2 separate regions of the Zea mays genome follow, and region 1 is linked to region 2. A link is a contact called in public Hi-C data. All regions are on one chromosome and are shown on one strand. Each heading gives the region's core, a stretch centred on a gene start, on an enhancer-like site or on the middle of the called end of the contact. The rest is flanking DNA. Distances are from core to core; before and after follow the strand shown. Region 1 has its middle 52 kb from the start of LOC103641406. Region 2 has its middle 92 kb from the start of LOC103641406.

The links. Hi-C and Micro-C count contacts between places; a contact is called where the count stands out from the background.
Region 1: a Hi-C map of ear shows a contact between it and region 2, with 4 times the contacts expected there. The contact joins two enhancer-like sites. A contact is called at or near these places in 2 of 25 Hi-C or Micro-C datasets (ear and tassel).

What each region holds. Positions count from the first base shown.
Region 1 is chr10:93,959,631-93,964,228 of Zm-B73-REFERENCE-NAM-5.0, forward strand. No RefSeq gene overlaps it. Among protein-coding and RNA genes, the nearest start is that of LOC103641406, 52 kb to the left of the region's middle. Within about 2 kb of position 1,586, at least 15 of the 20 cell types and tissues checked have an H3K27ac peak or open chromatin away from gene starts, as enhancers often do. A contact at or near this core is called in ear and tassel, where this site is marked.
Region 2 is chr10:93,815,228-93,820,420 of Zm-B73-REFERENCE-NAM-5.0, forward strand. No RefSeq gene overlaps it. Among protein-coding and RNA genes, the nearest start is that of LOC103641406, 92 kb to the right of the region's middle. Within about 2 kb of position 3,879, at least 10 of the 20 cell types and tissues checked have an H3K27ac peak or open chromatin away from gene starts, as enhancers often do. A contact at or near this core is called in ear and tassel, where this site is marked.

The DNA of each region.
Region 1 (4,598 bases), core at 336-2,835, 140 kb after region 2:
GTCTGGTCTTGCATCATGACATGTACATCTTCAGGATGAGCTAGCAGCTGGTTCGCATGGCACCATGCCCCAACCAAACATTGTGCAATATGCAGGACCAGCTCTCTTTGTGTCTGAATACAATGCAGCCACGGAAAAAAGATTGAAAATGTGGCACAGGGACCAATCCCTTGGATGAGATCAGTCTGCTCATTGAATTTGGATTGATGTGTATACACCTACCTGATTGGTTCTGACATGCTTGCACTGCACGCACTGACTTGCTGCTGCATGCAAATGGCCATGGCCATGGCCATGCCACAGATCTGTGCTGTGCAATAACTAGTTGTCGAGGTGTGATGAAGCCCAGGTGCAGGCCATCCACATGTAAATGTGAGTAACTCTCTTCTCTGAAGAGGCATGGTTACCTGTAAATGTATCGTTTCTCATGGTCATGGACCACCACAACACAAGACCACAGATCCACCAGGCCAACTGCTCCATCATGGGCTCCAAAGCCCATCCATTTTTTTTTCTTGGAAAAAAGTTGCCATTTTTTGCAACAGCTGGCAAACTTACTGAAAGTGCAAGTTTATGCAACTCAACAACTCAAACGTAAGCATAATCACATGGTTTTGTTCAAAAGTGACTAGAACTGAACGAAGCAGTGACATCCCATCTCACAAAAAGAGAAGGGCAACCCAACAACAAAAAGGTCGTCCCCAGCAAGCTTCCAGTTTTGGCGGACAAAATGTGACTCAACACAGTAGCATCTAATACAAAGGCGTGTGTTACATTAAAAGCCAACAATGATAGTACAGACTACAAAGGTGTCTCCCAAATTGAAGGGCATTGTCTGCCTACAAGGACGATTGGTTATAAATAGCTTCCAAAATCCAGCAAGAACCATACAGATTTCCTTGTACAATGTACCCTCAAAAGTTCATACAATTGGCTGTGCTGTTTTCGAGTCTCAGTTTGTTCATATGAGGTTGTTGGATGATGCCAGGATCCGTAGAGGGGGGCCAAGCCCGTGGCACAACAGAAGGTGATACATGCTTGACACCTCATGTTTTCATTGGCCTTTGATGTTGTTTTCCTTGTTTAAGCACTACCACCTTTGGCTTCTTGCTGGCACTACCAACTATAACCTGTACATGCAATTAGGGTTGAGCATTCGGGTTATACGGTTTACTCTGTTCGGTCTCTTCGGATTAAAAAAAAAATCGGAAATTTACAGGAACCGAACCCTAATAGACCGAAAAAATTCGGTTCGGTATATTCGGTTGGTTCAGAACCCGAACAAGCAAATAAGTCCATCAATTAACAAATACAAAACTACACTCATGCCCAGATTCGCTTGGTACTCTTAATCTTACTTCCTCAGAAAGCGAGGATTATCGAAGCTGCTAGAGTGATGGACAAGCTAATAAATAAACTGTGCGGGAAGAAAATTTGAACTCGTACGTCGTACCGTCGCCATGCCCCCCCCCCCCACCCCCCCCCCCCCCCCCCCCCCCCCCCCCCCCTTCCAGGCTCCAGCTTCTCTGGCTGCTCGCGCTCGCCTTTCAGCTGTGCCGGTTGCCGCATTTGCCCTTTGCCCCCGTCCATGGATCCATCCGTCAGGCCGCGCACGGCCCACTCGCGGAGCTCGCCCAACGCATAGGCCTTGGGTTGGGCCGTGGCTCGATGGCTGACAGGCAGTTTGACTGAGGTGGAGATTGGGTTTCTTACTGTTGTTCGGTTATTTGGGTCTATTCGGGTTAGCCGCACTAAAACCCGATAACAGAATAGATACCATTTGTGCACCGAACCCGAAACCCAAAAACTGTAATCCGACCAATTCAGTCTATTCACGTTCGGGTAACGGGTTCAAAATACCCAGCCCCACATGCAATGAAAAGATGGTCAACTTAACTATTACAGGCATACGTATTGCTCTAAAAAATAAATGTTCAATAAATTCTGAAAATGACAAATTATTTTAGAGTTGTAATGCCACGACAGTGTTCTGAGTTTTAATCGAACAAAAAATCAAGACTGCAGAGGCATGTAATGTGTAGATGTATACTCCTGTTTTCTATATTTGGAACTGCAGTAACACTAAGCATTGGAGGTTCTAGAAAAGCAAAATCCAATTTTTATGTAGTCTAATTCAACTAGAACTAGCTGAGTGCCCGTGCGTTGCAACGGGAATATATAATACCGGTATACTACGATAACTTATATACAAAATATGTGTTATACTGTTACGAGAAAATGTTTTATAATCAATTTGTGATTCTGGCCATACATAAATTTTGTTATTTTAATCTATCTGTTTCACCACTACATTGCAACCATCAGTATCATGGAGACTTCGATATATGTCACGATTTGCATGGTCTCATCATTGTAGAGCACGTTCCACACATGCAGGAAGAAATTCTCCCGTACATCATTAGTCATCAGACACGTACCACTATACACTTTTGCTTAAACAAAAAGACAATTGTGTGTGTTTGCGAAGAAAATTAAAGGCAAGTCGGCACAAAAGCTACCACAACGGTGGCGAGGATGACGAACTGGTCATTGTTGTCGGCCCTCCTCTGCGTCACCTCCTGCGTCAAGAAGACGCCACGGTCCTCGATATAGTAGTCGTCGAACGCGCGCGACATACCGAGTACTGATGACTCTTGGTTGGGCTGTAAAACGAAGTGCACCCTGGGCTCATCAGTATGGTAGTACCCCTGGCCGTTGCACCACCAGATGCGCTACTCCTCTACATACATCATGTTCAACGACACTCACACAACGTCAACAACGGCCATCGTCCCAACGCACAAGAATTCATGGCCGGTCAGTAGCGACTTACGTGGCAGGTTGGGTTTTAGGTGGACGATGAGCTGGACGATGTGATGGCGTCGTCGTCGAAAGCGATGCCTAGAACAACCCGAGAGTCGCCGACGTTGGTGACGACCATGAGCCCCCCCTGCTTGACGATGGACAGCGCGGAGCAACCGCTCTGCACCGCGTCCAAGCGGTGGCTGCGCCGGAGCTTGTCGTACATAGCGGCACATGTAGCCACGTAAGACTGTTTCTAGAGGTCGAACTGACAGTCGCCAAGTTTCTTCTCGTCGTCGATGAGCGACCCCAACGCGAGTGCCTCCTGCTAATGGTGTTTGTTCGGGGTTTTCAAGTAAGAAACATGGATTAATATTTAGCGTTGGTTTATAAAAATGACTCACAAGTCAGATCCATGAAAAAAATATTACGAAAAAATAAATGTCACGCATGCAAAAAAGAAATTTAAGTTGAAAACATTATTCAAACAAAAGAAATTGCATGCAAGGCTTTTCTTTAAATACTACTCCCTCCATCCAAAAATATAATTCAAGAATTTCGGTGATACTTATCTACTACTACGCATTGTGCAAAGGTAGCAGGTGAGCTTGAGGAGAGATGTAGTAGATGTGTTTCATGTTATAAATGTAGACATAAACATGCATGTGGTGTAGCGGTAACTACTGCAAGCATTTGCTTGAGAAGTCGTGAGTTCGAATCCCCTTGGGGTCATGCGTATTTTTTTAATTTTAGCTAGACGTAGTACAGTGCGGGAAGGAGAGAATCGGAAAGGCAGAACAGGGAATGACAGACTACTATTACAACCTTAATAAGTAGTAGAGATTTGCAGCACAGACTACTATTACAACCTTAATAAGTAGTAGAGATTTGCAGCAGATTCAACAACAATGCAAGATTTGCCAATTGTCGTTTAACATCTCAACAATTTATTGTCATGTGACCATATATCTGGAGCAAAGTCCTGAATTGCAAACGAATTGAATGGTATCCTCAAGATATCCACCTTGGAAGGAGCCATTTTGGAGAAACCAAACTTCAAGGTTTGCCGCTGATCCTGCTTGCTATGGGCTGCCATGTTTTTGGGAGCAGCACCCTCTGTCTCTAACTTTTCTTGCTTCTCCATCTGCTGCTTCCTATGAGCATCCACACTAAAGCTTTATCGAAGAAATCCATGCTCCACATACAACCTAAAATTCCTAACGAAGTATATTAAGAAATAGCATAGAATATTCTTGTACAGTCCTTAATTAAGTATGAATGGATAAAGTTGAGTAGTTTTTTCTAGTTCCTTCTCTTCTCGTCGTTGTTCATGTTTCTGTCTGTCATCTTGGCTACGACTGCTGCTCTGCATTTGTCTCATTTCTTTAAACCTATGTGAAGCAAAGTTATTCAGAACTGTTTAGGGTCTTCTACTCCACCGAAGGTCCTCAAGACGAAAATATCGTTTGTAAGTGATGTTTAGGATCTTCTTTCCCGTCGAAGGTCCTCGAGACGAAGACGTTGTCTGAAAGCGATAACGATATGCCGAAGCTATAGCTGAAGGACGACAGCTTCGATTTAAGGTGGCGACGAAGGTCAAACATAATGTCAGACAAAGAGAAAAAGACTAGATGCCCCCGGTAACTGCTGGAGGACATGGTGCCCATAATGATGTATGAAATTTATCCTGCTCATCACACCTCTGTGCAAATATATGTATCCAAATCATGTAATCATTTTTATAGCTGCACCTCAAACTAGTCATCTCCATGGCTTTGAAAGTATTGGAATAGTAA
Region 2 (5,193 bases), core at 2,629-5,128:
TCGTGTTATCTCCCATGAGGTGGTTCAGGCGGCACCAAACCCTAGGAACCACCACCTCCCCTTCCTCCTCTCTCCCCCTCGCCTCCAATAGAGTAAGCAGGCAAAAGTCCCATGTGGCTTATAAGGATGGTGGCGGTGGGGTTCTCCTCGCGTCCACGTGAATTCGTGCCTTGCAGGCATGGCGGTGGTGGCGCCAAGATGGGTGTTCGTGTTAGTGCCCCTCTCCTCGTCAATCTAACAACTACAATCTCGATTCAAACCTAACTAATCCTAGATTTACCAATCCGAAACCCCATGTACCTCAATAGATGACCAAACACCTTTGCTGCACTGACACCTAGTAGCCCTAGGGCATAGGCGCTCGAGAACGGGAGAGAAGAGAAAGAGAGAGAGAAGAGAAGTTGAGCGCGCGGTTCTTAAATCAATTAAGAACGTTGGCAAGGGCAGAGCTGACGTACTTAAGTTTAAGTACGTCGGCCTATGAGCGGGCCGACGTTATTAACTGTAAGTCTGTCGGTCGACTTAAACCGACATTCTTAACCTATTTAAGAACGTCGACATCGACGTTCTTAAAATTGACGACATTTTTTCTTGTTTGTCCTATTGTGTCTCCGTGCACGAACCATCGTCTTGCTTGTGCTGCTGCGTGCCTGTGTGGGCGCATCATTGTTGTGCGATATACATGTTCCATTAGGTCGAGCCTATTGGGCGGTCTATGGCCCAGCGTGGTTTAGGTGTGGCACGTTAAACTCGGCTCGGTATGGCCTAATTTTACTTGTTTTCCCTATTTTTCTTAAATTATCTATATTATGTCTGAGTATAGATTATAAACAATAAAAATATGTGAGTTCTTTTGGCTAGGTGAGTATGAATTTGTGTTTGAAAATAAAACCATAGTTCAAACCTCCACTTATGCTTAATTTTGGCAGACCAGTTGAAAGCATGGAGAGGTTCATGGAAGGGGTGACACAAGGAGAAACTCCTATGTTACATGTGTTGAGGGACATATAAAAAATCTAAATTGAAAAGGTATCAACTATGATCTCTTTAAACTCTACAAGTTTAATATAAAGTTTATCTTGATTTGACCTTATAGTTTATGTTTTTTATGGTAGCGATCACTAACAATTGAACCATAAAGCATCTACAAGGTCATGTTTGTTTTCTCATACTAAATTGTTACATCGGATGTTTGGATACTAGTTATAAATGTTAAATATAGTTTAATTATAAAACTAATTACATAGATGAGAACTAAACGATAAGACGAACCTATTAAACCTAATTAGCATATGATTTTCTCATGTGATGCTACAGTAAATATTTGCTAATCATAAATTAGTTAGACTTAATAAATTTGTCTGAACATTTAGTTTTCAGCTATGTATTTAATTTTATAATTAGAATATGGGTATGTTTGTTTTAGCTTTTAGAGATTTTGTACTTTATCTTTTGGACCATTCAAAAATCGGAAGCTCATCACTAGGGTGAGCTTTGGTATTTTTTCCTTATGGAAGTTGTTTGGCTTTTAGGATGTCTAAAAGTTGAAGTACAAAATCTCAAAAAAATTGAAACAAACAAGCATTATTAATACTCGTAATAGACATTAAAACATTTATGTGACACATGCTAAACTTCAGTACATAAAACCAATCATCCCCTAATAATAGGTAGATTAAGGACAAATTGGAAAGTGATACGCCAGTGATATGAAGTCTCGCAGTTATTGCTGATTCTATGGTAGTGTCGTGCATGCCCTGTCCGTAAAATAAAATAAATCTTCCTAGAGTATAATACTATCTTTAGCAGACTCCATATCCCCACTCTCTATCTCACTCTCTATTTTAAATTACACTCTACAAACAATGCAATCTACAATGCAAAACATTATTTTACACGGCCGTTTACTTGACGTGCTGGAGATGGCCTAAGCATAGTCAAAATAAAATGGTATGATCTATACTTAATACTCCCTTCGTCCCATAAAATGAGGCATATATTTTTTTGCAAAGTCTTTTAGTGAAATTTTGACTATTTTTTTAATATGACATCAACAAATAGAAATTAAGTATCATATTAAAGTATTTTTCTAATACAAATTCAAGTATATAACATGCATATATTAAAAATATATGTTTTTGGCTGAATTACATATCAAAGTTTTAAAACGTTGACTTTTTTAAAAAACATGTACGCCTTATTTAATTTATGGGATGGAGGGAGTATTTCAGTAGAAATTAGTGCTGTGGGAAGAAGCAAGATCAGCATGACGTTAATTATGTCACTTTGAATTTGTCGTATAAGTTAAAGCTGTAAAAAAGCATGACGTTTATGTCACTTTGAATTTGTCATATATTTAAGTTAAATCTTTTTAACTATGGCCAAGTTTTAGAAAAAAAATAGCAATATCAACAACATTTGATTAGTTTATTGGATTCTCTATGCAATATTTATTGTTATCACAATTGATTCATTTAAATTCGTAGACGTCAATACAGTATCGTTAAAAATAGTGACTGTTAGAAGGTGGGATGGGGAGGCCGGTGGAAATAGCCTAAGTAGTGTCCAGGTGGTAGAATTGTTTTTTTCTGGGCCATAATTTGAATCGTATAGAATGTCTTTTTTAGATGCATGGCTGTAGCATTTTTGTATCATATGGTCAAGATACAGACAAGCCTAGTTATCTGTACATGCAATCATGCAACTCAAAAGATATGCAACTGAGTGCTGGCCGCGTTCTAATCACCAAGTTTGGCTAAGCTAGCTTCGATATGTTCTTTATTCTTGCTAAAATCCAGTGCTGACCAGTACACAGGAATAATGTCCAGGAACCGAATGGCTCTGTCTTCCTTGTATATATAAACCCCATGAAACTTGGCAGAGCCATTTGATTCCTACAGGCGGAAGTAAATAGAAGGTACGTAGCACAAAGTTTAGCGATACAGACCCAGCATGAACCTACACACCGATCCCCTGAACCTGAAGGAGGCAACAGTCACTTGCATTCCAAGGCTGCGCGGCGGCGGCGGTGGCCGGCGGCGACCGCGCCGGGGAGCCGCCGCTGCCACGCAAGTGTCTGTGCTGGACCGTGTCCGGGACGTCGTGCTGCGTTTCGCGATGCTGTCGGCTGCGTCGTCTACGGCAACAACGACCAAGGGCGGCGCCCCGGTGACGACGACGCGACGACGAAGACCGGCGGCGGCCACGGCGCGGTCTACAGCGGCCGCCCGCGTGAGCCCGGCGGCGTCAGTGGCGTACACGGACTCGTATCGGAGCGAGGCCGTGGACGACTGTATCGAGTTCCTTAAGCGGTCGGCGGCTGGCGTTGTCGTCCCGGCCACCGCCGTGGAAGCGACCACGACGGCGGCGGCGGCGTCACCTTTGCATGCAGCTGCAGCACGTGCCATGTGAGTTAGAATTAGGAGAATCATGTGTCCTAGTTGGTGGATGGCTGTGTATATGTATATGCGTGACAAGAGTTGGTAGCTTGCTAGCTAGCTAGGTGATGAGTATTGGTGGGTCGATGCATCGATCATGCATGCATGTGCTATTTGTGTCGTAGCGTCGCGTAAAAATAACCTCAACTTGTCATGAACAAACTTGCGTGTAAAACTTTACAGAGGTATATCACATGTGTGGTGGCTACGTAGGAGCAGAATATATATACTCGCTCTATCCCAAAATAAACTTTGTTTTTATTAATTAATGAATTTATACAATACTTAATACTTGATATATGTGTTTTACATGTGTATATAGATTCAGTAGCGGATGGACCTCCTAGACGGGGCGGGTGTGCGCCCGGACTCGCACCGTACAAGCTTTGCACAGCACCTACACGTTTGTAGTTTGTCATGTGTCATGGGCCACCATGTTGAGCATGGGCCATGCCAAGTTAAATTGCGGTCCAATTTTCCCAAGAATGAAAGCGTCCCTGCAGGCTGCCTCCTCGCCTCCTCCTGCAGTCTACGCCGTTTACAGTTCTACACATAGGTGATGCTTCAACTTCAACTAAGCCGTCTGCGTCTCCGTCGACGCACTGCCGCAGGCTTTGGCAACGTTGCTCTTCGCTAGTTCGCCTCTTCCTCAATTCATCAGACTTCGACTCCTTGGCTCTGATCGGTTCCACTCCACGCGGACCACGCTACCAGATAGAATCAGGATCAGCAGGATCAGGACATCAGGTAGTGCATCCTTTTATAGCTTTATCATTTTTTATTCTTTCATTCAGCATTAGCAACCGGTGGTTGGGAGAAGCGTTCAATTTTTTACTCTTTCATTCAGGTAGTGCATCCAAATTTACCGTTTTTTATATGGACATCAAGTCTGAAATTCTAATATCTCGTTTGCAATTTGCATATTGCAGAAAAACCATTAAAATGAGGAGATTTATGGTTGATACAAGAAATTTAACACGACCACAAGATCAGCCTCAAGCACAAGGTGAGGGTCATGAGGCGGTACCACACGCTCAAACTAATGCTTCGGTTGGTGATGAGTTAAATTTGGATGACATTGTGAGTGATCCCGCACTAAGTAAGCAAATATGTGAGTATCCTTGTCAAAATAGAGACCAAGTTAGAAGATCATACATATTGAAGGGACCAACACAACCTATTGTGAATTTTCCAGATCATACATATTGAAGGGACCAACACAACCTATTGTGAGTTTTCCTCGCAAACAATCTAGAGATTGTAGAAGAGCCTTCCAACAATCATGGTATAAGAGGTATAACTGGGTAGAGTATAGTGTGTCGAAGGATGCAATATTTTGCTTCTATTGTTTCCTTTTTAAGGAACTAGGGAGGAAGTAATATTTTGGTTTTGATGTGTTCAACAAAGTAGGGTTTAATGTGGAAGCATGCATATAAATCTTTGCCAGAGCACGTTGATGGTAAAAATAGAGCTCACAACAATTTTGTAAACATTATGATGATTTTAAAAATCAAAGGCAAAGTGTCTCAAGCATGTTTTCAAGGGCAACTAAGGAATCTAAAGAATTATATCAAAGGTGTTTGACTGCATCTCTAGAGTGCTTAAAATTTTTAATAGCACAAGGCATGTCATTTCATGGGCATGATGAATCATCTATGTCTTTAAACAAGGGTAATTTTCTAGAGATGATAGATTGATACAAAGATAAGAATGAAAGTGTAAGACATGCTTTTGACCATGGTGGTCTAAATTGTCA